2 separate regions of the Danio rerio genome follow, and region 2 is linked to region 1. Evidence: chromatin contacts called from public Hi-C data. All regions are on one chromosome and are shown on one strand. Each heading gives the region's core, a stretch centred on a gene start, on an enhancer-like site or on the middle of the called end of the contact. The rest is flanking DNA. Distances are from core to core; before and after follow the strand shown.

Region 1 (5,604 bases), core at 1,263-3,762:
TGTTTACTTATTTTATTTACATTCTTCATTCCTAAATGCAAAATCTTAAACAGTTCCTTAATTGATTGTCTTTAAAAAAGTTATGCAGAAGCTTTTAAATTAATAAAGGCTGAGAAGGCAAAAAAAAAAATTGTATGATTTGTTTCAAGAATATGGTTTTATTTAACCCCTGTGCAGTTTATTGTTTGCATGGTATATTTGTTATTTTTAAGTTATTTTATTATTATTTTTGTTTGTTTTGTTTTTGTTTAAGCGTATGGCTTTATATTTGATTCATTGTATATCTGACCTTTCACAGTCAGATTGTGAAAGATTTACAATGGAATTGAGTTTGGCCTAAATTGTTAATAAAATAAAATAAATTAACAGGCAACCTGACATACATAAAAGTCACTTGATCATTCTTTAAAGCTGTTTTTTTTTTTTTTTTTTTGTAGAAACGGGGTTACTTGAGCACGATTCAGGAGCTGCTATAAAAAGTTCTACTACATCTGTTAATTGAGAAATTCTGAATCCACGGTTCCTCTGTGATAGCTGTGATAAACCTCTCTGAAACTCCCCATACTGGCCTCCCCCAAGTATAATTGGTCCCTAATTATTATATAATATAGTGTGGCGGCTGCAATAAATTTAAGCTTATCCATCTTCATGATTTTTAGAATGACAACACGAGAAAAACATTTATTCATTCATTCATTTTCTTTTTGGTATAGCCCCTTTATTAATATGGGGTCGCCACAATGAAATGAACCGCCAACTTACCCAGCACATGTTTTACACAGCAGATGCCCTTCCAGCTGCAACCCATCTCTGGGAAACACCCATACACTCTCATTCACACTCATACACTACGGACAATTTAGCTTACCCAATTCATCTGTACCTCATTTAGACGGTGGGGGAAACCGGAGCACCAACCCACGCAAATGCAGGGAGAACATGCAAGCTCCACACAGAAACACTAACTGACCTAGCCGAGGCTCGAACCAGCGACCTTCTTGCTGTGAGGTGACAGCACTACCTACTGTGCGGCCGCGTCACCAAGAGGAAAACATTTTGTTTACATTTCAAATTCAAATTTAAATAGTCACATACACATTCATACATGGTGTGGTATGTAGTGAAAAGCTTGTATGATAAAAACAAAAGACTATAAATTAAGAAATTAATTAAGGAATAGGAAAAAGAAATACAATATAAAACAACAACACGGTGGCTCAATGGTTAGCACTGTCACCTCACAGCAAAGAAGGTGGCTGGTTCAAGGCTGTGTCAGTTGGCATTTCCTTGTGGAGTTTGCATGTTCTCCCTGTGCTGTGTGGGATTGCTCCGGTTTCCCCCAGAGTCCAAATATATGCACTATTAGTGAATTAAACAAACAAAATTTGTTGTAGTGTATGTGTGTGGATGAGTGTGTAAGGGTGTTTCCCAGTACTTGGTTGCAGCTGGAAGGGCATCTGCTGTGTAAATGTAATTGTGAAGCGGATGCTGACAAGGGAGTTGAGGATCCAAATGCAGGGTTTATTATACAGAGATGTTCAGGCAAGCAACAGTAAAGACGGGTAAACAGATGTATGTAAGCAAATCCAGAATTGTAGTGAAATGCAGTGTAATCAAACAAACAAACAAACAAACAAACAAACAAACAAACAAACAAACAAACGTCAAAAAAACACGGCAAAATAAGACATGAAAAACATGTCGTAATGTCACAAAACTGTAAAACAAGACTCAGCAACAATGTGTGTGTTTGTGCAGTTTTTATAGTCCTTGTAATCAGTTCATGAGTAGCTTCAACTGTGTCTTTCTGCAATCATAGTGATCTAGGCCAGGTGTATGAGAGGTGCATGACTGGATCTTGTAGTCTGTTTAATGGTGGATTTGTAGTTCTATCCAATTTTGTGTGTTTACCAGCGATCTGCCTAGGCTGGATCGCTGGTGATCGTGACAGTGAAACATTTGCTGGATAAGTTGATGGTTCATTCTGCTGTGGCAACACCTGATTAATAAAGGGACTAAGCAGATGGAAAATGAATGAATGAATGAATGAATGAATGAATGAATGAATGAATATAGAATAATTTAGATATTCTATAAATAAGGGACAAAGTTAAAGGAAAATTAATAAAAATATTGGTTCTAGGAGCTTTAAAGAATCTGTAACAGAAACCAGACTACTGTGGTCCAGTTTTGTTTTATACAGCAATGACATTAAATATGTGGACACTGCTTTTGGAACATTCTTTAAAATATTTTCGTTTGTTTTGGTCCACGAGTTTGGAATGACCAGTTGTTTAATTTTTTGGGGGAACTACTCTATCCGCTTAAGCATAAAATGTTAAATGCTTCATGGCAACATTACACATAGTGCTCCCTCAACGCAGATGCCACAAACATAGCTGAAAAGAATCTGTGTTGATGTCTTCACCCGTCACACAGTGGAACATATTGCTTACTAGTGGCACAATGAGACTGGGTGACTTTAGTTACACGTTCCTGTGGACCGGCAGACTGTAACAATGGCCACAGAGGCCCTGCTCCCTACATCTCTGTGATAAGGCCACGATCTGGTTTCACTCCATCCTGCTGGTGCTGATTGACATCCCTGAATGCAGCTTTTGATGCGAGGCTCCAGTTTAATTAAAGCGTTTGCCCAGAGATCTGCAGCGAAGTCTGCTGCTGATAAATACTAAATGGACTTCATCCACTAGTGTCCACGGCGCGATGGGAACAGATAGGATTAGGGCAGAATTTGACAGTTTTACAGATGTTTATATTGGGGCCTGGTGAAGAAAGTACCTCTGGATGCTTTCGGAGTGAGCTCTGCCAACACACTTGAGCCTCTGTGGCCCCGAGTAACGGGCAGTGTGAGATTTCACACGGTCGAAACATGGCACTGACTCTCTGGTGTCAGGGTGGCAGTGTTAGAGCGAGGCGGGATCAGCTCTCTATCCACTGGGGCTGATATCAGGGTGTCAGGCTACCTGTGTGGGCTTGCAGGAGTGTGATAAAGCCACCGGCAATCCATCCGCCCGCTGGTGCGACCCTTGAACCCCCTGGCCGTCTTTGAGCTTGAATGCTCACGCTCCGCCATGGCTTTGAAGCTAGCCACTCTTGCAGTGCGCAGATGTGTTGGTGATGAAATCGATGGAGAAAGGGAGAGCTTACTGTAGACTTTGCTATCTGCGTTCCATGGTCGACAACAATGTGCGCTGATAGTTCTGAAAGAGAGGGCTTATGGGTGGATGTGCAAAAGCAGGTAACAGATACCCTCCTGTCACCTGTTCCTTACACCACCACTGACAACAAGGACCCCCATTCACTATCGACCCTCCTATTCTTCCCTTCAACTATGAATAAGTAATCGTTCCATCCGAAAGGCGGGTTGGGAACTTGGACCGGACCATTTCATGTGGCAGCCGCGGGTAAAGCGATCTCCCCCATCATGGGCAACCGGAGCCGGAGAGGGCCTCTTCTTCAGCCGGTTTGTAACCCAAGCTGTGGCTCTCGCTCTCTCTGTTTACCTGCCGCATCAGGCCGGTCCTTTATTCCAGTGAGTGGCAGCTCAGAGGGGCTCACTTTCACCTCTGTACTATGGCACATTGTAATATTTAATGGCAAACAAGCTTGAGCAGGAGTGTGGGTAACTGAACCCCTTGGTTTTCCACGAGGAGATGGAGGCAGTTTGATCTCGGCTGTTGTAGAGCAACACATGTCGAAGTGCAACATTAGTTTCTGTGGTGGTTTGCCGTGGAATCAAAAAAATAATAATTAAGAAAAGTGTCAGAGGGTTATTTGTTGATATTGTTTGAATCAAGGAATGTTAAGGGATATATGGCTCAATCCAATAGATTCGTGGTATCCAAATGAGTGTCAAAGAAGGTATGGGATCTGGGAAGCAACTGATATTCAGGGCATCCAGATAGTATTCAAAGCGGTTCACGTTTTTCACATTTTTTTATGTTACAGCCTTATTCCAAAATTGATTAAATTCATTTATTTCCTCAACATTCTACACACAATACCCAATGATGACAATGTGAAAAAAAGAGTTTTTTAAATTGTTGCAAATTTATTAAAAATAAAAAACCTGAAAAATCACATGCACATCAGTATTCAGTCTTTGCTGTGAAGCTCTAAATTGAGCTCAGGTAGCAAAGTATACTCCCCTGTTTAGTGCTAAGGGTTGTAGCCTGTCGTGAGGCATGTTCTGAATTCCACTTCCTGTGAGGGTGTGCCGGCAATGGCTCCAGGTAAGGTGCAGTAAGCATAGCGGTTTGCTAATTGTTCAGTAGCTGGGGGTGAATGCTTACTCTGTGTTGTTGCATTCCAGCCTGCCTGGTTTGTGTGCGTGTTTCCATCAGTGTTTTGACTGATTGGATGTCTGACTGACCCACTGTCAGTTTCAGCGCGGTTGGAGACTTTATATCAATCAGCGGATTTGGTATAAGAGCACTTCCATTCTTGTTTGGTGAGTGTTTTGCATGTGGTTGTAAGTAGGATTGTTAACCAATGCAATGATTTATAACCATGTGTGGATTTATGTTTGTTAAAGGATTCTCCTTGTTCAGATTGTAAATGTGCCCACATTTCTGTTGCTGCGGTTTAGGAACGTTCATGCTACAATCCAGAAGTATTTAATACTGCTTTCTAAATGATGCCATTTTCTGAGCGATGTAACTGTAATGCTGCGTTCACACCAGGGGCCTGTTTCAGAAAGGAGGTTAAGTGAAAACTCAGAGTATTTTAACCCTGAAATGAGAGAAACTCTGGGTTTTCCCTTTCAAAATGGCAGGTTTGTTAAACTCGAGAAATCAGGGTAAGTCAAGCCTGTTTCTGAAAGAAAGGTAACTTTAACTCAGAGTCAGTTACTGTGGTAACTTACTCCGTGAATCTAACCTGGTCCGGAGCAGGTTTTATTCTCTAAACTGAGTTTCTGTCGGTCTCCTCCCCATTTTTAAAGATGAAGCATATTTCTCGCCTTAGCCTTACGTCTCCACACACCTATTTTAGAGCTCATGTTGGAGATGCCCATAAAAACGATTGATGGAAACGTCATGATTCACATAACTTTTGAAAATACGCATAATAAAACATGTGCAAAACTGAGTAGGTGAAACTTTTATTTGATAAGATGCACAAACTACGAAGTGCACTTAACAAATTAAAGTATGTGCATTAAATGATAATGAGAATGAAGAGATGATGATGAAAATGTGTGTGAATGGACAAACCAGCAGACTGAGCACACTGCAGAACATCTTAAATGTTGTTTTAGTCATTCTAAAATGCCTTAACTATTTCAGTATTAGTGTATATTTGTTGTAAATGAGGGCGATGCCGATCCTCTTGTGCACCACCAGAGGGAGCCATCGCCCGAATTCTAATTCGACTCACGGACTCAAAATCCCACAAGCCCTGCTACCTGGCACTGATTGCGGTCCAGGTGCAGCTCATCAACTCCCGTGTATATATACCGCACTCACGCTCTGGTTCATTGCGAAGTCTTGATTTGCCTGGCTGTCATTTCTGAGCGTTCCATACTCCCTGCTTCGGACTGATCTGTGTTTCTGACCCTGTGCTTGTTCTACGATTACGAAAGAC
Region 2 (5,811 bases), core at 2,087-4,586, 80 kb after region 1:
ACATTGCAAAGCATGCCTTTACCTCTAGATCTGGTAAATTTCAGTGGACTTGTTGCTGGTCCAGTCGGTGAGTGAACTGAATCTCTCCCAGTAGTTTGTTCGCAAGATGAGTCGTCCGAATCTCCTCCATCTCGATCTACTTTGCATTGATCATCATACATGCGCATTGAAGGCATGGCTAATTGTTTTCTGAAATTTAAACTGAAATCGGTTTACTGTAATAACCAAATATTTGTGTTTTGAACATATTAAATCGTTCATAACAATATTTAGCAAAATACCTTTTTTCTCTTCTTCCATTGCCAGTGTCTCTGAATCCTTTTGCAAATGGATTATTATCGATTTTCAGTTGTGTGATCTATAATAAAAAAAGTGAAATCACATTTAGGTCATTACATTTGATCATGCTTTCATTGAAATGAGATATATTAAATTAACAGAACATTTTTTTCCTGTGGCTGCAATTTGTTGTTTAAATAAGTTCAAATTAAACAAATTATCTAATTAAATAATAAATAAAAACGTGGCCTAAAGCATGTCCTGATTTTTCTACAACGGCTGGCTGAATTGTATTGTGAAAGATTGCCAATTTATAATTAGTCTAAATAATCAAAAGTAATCGTTCATTCGAATTCATTGTGTTGTTACCATCACATTTGACTTTTGTTTTTTCACATTTGATCGATATTCTCTAGCTTCTCAAGTTCCATACAGGCAAGCATTGTGTCCGTTATCAATAAATGGCCTGTATAACGTTAGTATATTATTGTTAGTTTTCTGTTGTCAATAATTTGACTACAAATAACTGAAAAACAAAAACATCATAAAAGCCAAATAAAAACACACTTTTTAAGCTACGTTTAAGTACTCCAACTTACCTTGTCATTCTGATATGCAGTGACAGCTATAAAATCGGTCTCGGGGAATACATATGTCCTGAAGGTGCTATAAGGAAGCTTCAGAATGTCGTTGGCTCTAACGATATGAAACCTGGGTTGGTATTTGTGCATTGAATTTAGAATAGTCTGAAAGAAAATAAAATAAAGTTATACGGTCAATAAGAAAATCAGCGACATCAAAACACTTAAAAAGAGACAAAACACTAAATGTCGGCGACTGCTGTGTTTTATGTATCTTTATAATGTGATCTTGGAGGTGATTGCTGAGACAGGCCTTTAGTGTATAATCTTTGTATTATTATTATTATTATTATTATTATTATTATTATTATTATTATTATTATTATTATTATTATTTTGTATTTTCGGCCCTTGTTTTAGGCTATAGCTAAAATAGATTGCATTGCAATTTAAATATTTTGTATGTTAGAATATCGTAAGTAACAAAAATTACATTTGAGACAGCTTTTCATTCATGCTTCATTTAGTCAACACTTCCTAAAACATGCTAAAAATCCAAATGCACCCCAAAATGTCCAAAGACCATAGCGTAATTTCCCAATCATCTTTGCTTCTTGATCATAGATAACCCAACTTTATTCACCGTATCCCCTTTGTTGTTCTTGCAATGAATGGAAATTACATAATAAGAAAATAGGAAGAGTTTCTAATAACACATTTAGATTTACATACAAGAAAAAAGTAACTTACAAATCCATGTTTATCCGAAATATTGTTGGTGAGCTTGAGTTTATGGAAAGCAACAGGTTTTGCCATCCACTGTTCACCAGTAGCCGGGCTATCTGGGTGAATGTACATTCGTTTGGGCATCTCCGGATCGGCCTTTCCTGCGACCATCCATCGAGAGTTGTGAAATTTGTACCGACAGTCATCCGCCGCAACAATATCCATCAAAAGTATATACTTGGCTTTTTTGTCCAGGCCGTTCACCCGCACCTTGAACGGAGGAAACATTCTCCTATGGACGAAAGAGATATGATGGTGGGTCTGGGGCCGAATTTATTTAACATTTTTAGAAGACATTAAATAAATTTCTGATTGGATATAAATGCAAATAACTAATTTAACTATACCTTTCCCGTTATAACCATAAATAAATAAATAGCCAATGTTTTGCTTGTTTGGCAAAGGGCAAAACATGGCTATTTATTGTTTATATAAACATTTACCGACTATATTTACAAAGTTAAAAGAATTTTTTACATCTTTATAATTCATGTAGACTTGTTATTTAGACATGCTTGTCGATAAAATATCGAAATAAATTTATAAATTAATAAAATGTAGCCTACCAGCTAATAGTTGTTGTTTATTTTCACTTAAACACGTTCCCATCGTTTACAGAAAGATTTTGGTTACATTGGTTCAGAAACATTAGTCTATTTATATATTAGTGTTTTTATTTAATAGCCTAATAGATCGCATATAAATTTTATTTGAATACTGTCATGAATATATGCTATGTGGAACAATTCTTAGTCTACTCTCTTAAGAGGCTTCGATGCTATGTCAGCATCCAGTACATCTGAATTTTAACCGAGCAATATTTTATAATGTAAAGTATATTTTACGATAAAATAGACCCAACTCTTCGCAGAGTAATATAATAACATCACCCTATGCAGCATTCAATAGGTTAAATAATGTAAAGACCTTACCTTCCTGATTTAGTGATGACCATTTCTGTTCCAATTTTGTGGAATTGATCCCAAAGCTCCTTAGCTTCTAATGTAACTTTAGGATCGTCCTCAACATCCTCCTCTGGCTCGAGACCCTTGAAAGAGCGCAGATGAGCCGCCTGGTGGTGATGTCCAAGCGCCGCGTGTAAACCAGCTTCAGCCGCACCGGAGAGCGCATGATCCGCCAGCGGTTTACTGAGACCCGGTGGTAAAGTGAGCGCTGGAAAGAACGAAGGTTGAGCCGCCGCAAGGAAAGCTGACATGGGAAAGTCGGCCGGCCTGTGCGCGTGAAAAGGGTGATAAGCCATAGCGTTCGCTGTGAAAACTGGATCTCTCATCGGTGCATCCAAAAAGCCAGATGAATGTATAATATTCTAAAAAAAGAATTGCGCCTGTAAAAACAACTCGTAAGTCCGACTGACTGTCGCTCTCTTGCCACTGAAAGCCAGTGTTGATTTCACAGTAGTTGAAGAGGACTGGTAGGAAATGTCACTACCATTTGAGTATGTCCAGTTGCAGCACAGTGATAATATCCTTCAAAAGAGCAATATTGACACTTCGGTTCAGATTTACAGTTTTCCTGCTGCAATAGTCTCAAGATTTAAAGCAGCCCCAAAATCAAGGATGCGTAAGTCACGAGCACTGTTGAAGAATTGGAGGTTCTTCCCTGACCACTGTGTAACTGTGTCTGTCTTACATGCCCCTTCTCACTGGATCTCCGCACTAATGAACCAGACCGTCTTGATTGCCGATTTTACGCATTCTGGACCAATTGTAGAGCTTCATAGGCGTGGTTTTGACAGCTCCAGCCAAGATCGTGGAAGGGGGGTTGACTGGAAGGTGTCGGAAGCATTTGCAGTAAGAAAACATGTCAACAGAATAAAATATTAACCAATGACAGAGTAAGGATCTGGAAACCCCACCCCCGCATAACCTAACTGAAGAACGGTCATCTGGCTGTAGGCAGCCGTGTAAGAGAGTGCTTCTCCCGGCTTGTGTTTCACCAGTATAAGAACCGTGTGCTTTCTGTAAGCTCCAATGCTAAACTTTTAGAAAATGCATTTAAAGTTGTATGTGACTAACATACAAAAAATATTTAATGTCGATTTAGTGTCGCTGTTTTAAACATTTTGGAAATATATAGCAGCAACCCACATTTCACGGATAACAAAATAATTCTAGACAACAAATGCAGTTATTTGTGTTTACGAAGACCTTAAACCGACCGAATGTAATATTTTACAGTACTATATTCGCCTATTTTTTACCCTAGCGATCTTCCGTACATTGGTTTCAGGATGTGGGATACTCGTAAAAGCAGGGCGCATTTAAAAGCGAAAATAAAGAATTTAGAGGGAATAACGAGCTGTCACATAGCCTTTTTTCCAATATACGCCTGCAACAAACTATCGATGAATCGATCCTTGATAGAGACATTGTGTATTTTATTGTAGCAAATAATTGTATATTCATCTTTTTTCATTTTACAGAGCTATTCACTGTTTGTAAAATCGGCCGACAGGGTACAGCAGAGTAACAATCTCAGCTTTAAAGCTCCACAAACAGTCGTGTACCTTTAAGAGGCTCGTCAACAGATTCTTGATTAAGTGGGACTCCGTTTGTTAAAGAGCGCTTGGCGCCAGTCTGCTGGAGTCCCACAATAAGAACCTACCCCTGTCAATTCATATTTACCCCCAAATTCTCAAACAGCGTTCACCGATCCACTCAATGTTCTCCATTGCTTAGTCTACATGTTGAAAAAAATCCAACGAAAGTTTTTTTTTCTTCTTCTGCCAATCTATTTCCGCTTTCAACAATTAATCACCCTAGTGAAAGCCAACATATGGAAGATTTGTCTGGTGTTTTGAATAGATGTCTGATCAGTTAGGCTACTTTGATAAAAAAGGACGCAAAACAGTTAGGATTGGTATTAATTCCACACGTTTTTCTCAGATTTGGAATCTTGCACAATGTCAACAGGAAATACACGTTGTTTCTTTCAGTGAACTCATTTCATTCTCTGAAATGCTTACGGTGGACTTCAGAAATGACTTACTGAAGAACCCAAAACAACAGAACTTTCCTGAGAGAGAGAGGGGGACATAGGTTGCTTCCGACTTAATGCCGTCAAATCTCAAGCCGCTCTGCGAGTTGAAGTTATAAGAGAGGATCTTGAGTTACGGGTCCAGGATTTTCATTCACGGATATGCGAAGACAACAGGAAGAGGACATCAGAATATTTTTATGGATCATCCTGTTTCGATATTTCAACTTTGGTAAGATCTATGATATAGCATATAATGTGGACAAGCTTCATATTTCCGGTATAAATGAACGCAGGTGTATTTAGAAATTTTAATGTATTTACTTTAACATAGTATGCATCTATTCAAGGCATTGTTTCTAGCCATTAATTCCACATTGCGAAATAATTTATGTACTGCTTTGTTCTGCAATATCCTTGTAGGCTAAGTTAAACATAATTCGAATTATTTAAAATATTGTTTCTTAGCTGCTGTTTTTTTTTTTTTTTTGTACAAGGATCCATTGTAACTTGTTTTAACATTAGAATTTTGAAAGTGTGTCTATTGACATTTGCACTGAATTGAAATAAACACACATGAATTAATTTCATTTTCGTCTGCCTGTTGGTATGTATGTAAAGAGTTTGAGGATAGAAACAAATAAATTACACAACAGACAAATGTGAGAAATAACATCAACTTCACATTTTTATTCTAAAATATGTAAAAAAAAAAAAGGTTGCACGGATTAACCCCACATGAAGCAAGTTAATGATTTTACCATGTATATACTCAAGTTAATTATGTAAACAAAGATCCATGTAGTAGTCCAACTGATTTATTTGTTTAAGTAAATTTATGCTGAGACCCCTTATGAACAATGTCAATGTCAATGCAGGTGTTTTTAGGGAGCGCTTTCATTTAAACACTTGCTAATAATCTTTTTATCCTGATCACAACGCATACTATTTTAGATAACCCATCGAAAAGTCTTTTGAATCACCGTTATGTTAGATAACTGAGGTCAAACAAAGTTTTCAAATAAAAATACAAACTATAATGTTATTTATTTTAATGAATTTTTCTGAATAATGGTATTGCATTTGTTGATTTATTTTTTAATGGAAGAAATTTGTTTCATATTGTTTTGCAAACCTAAGCAATCACCTCTGCACAGCATCACACTCA

The links. Hi-C and Micro-C count contacts between places; a contact is called where the count stands out from the background.
Region 2: a contact with region 1 is called in a Hi-C map of an unstated tissue, with 3 times the contacts expected there. The contact joins the promoter of tbx2a here to the enhancer-like site in region 1. A contact is called at or near these places in 2 of 18 Hi-C or Micro-C datasets (caudal fin and an unstated tissue).

Annotation. Positions count from the first base shown.
Region 1 is chr5:61,763,694-61,769,297 of GRCz12tu, forward strand. No RefSeq gene overlaps it. Among named protein-coding and RNA genes, the nearest start is that of acaca, 20 kb to the left of the region's middle. Within about 2 kb of position 2,513, at least 6 of the 62 cell types and tissues checked have an H3K27ac peak or open chromatin away from gene starts, as enhancers often do.
Region 2 is chr5:61,842,502-61,848,312 of GRCz12tu, forward strand. It overlaps tbx2a (T-box transcription factor 2a), which reads right to left and starts at 3,337. Exons shown (of 7, transcript NM_001102384.1): 1 at 2,579-3,337; 2 at 1,611-1,878; 3 at 879-1,025; 4 at 282-358; 5 at 23-189. The coding sequence starts at 2,937. LOC141385627 (a long non-coding RNA gene) reads left to right here. Exons shown (of 3, transcript XR_012406395.1): 3 at 4,603-5,232.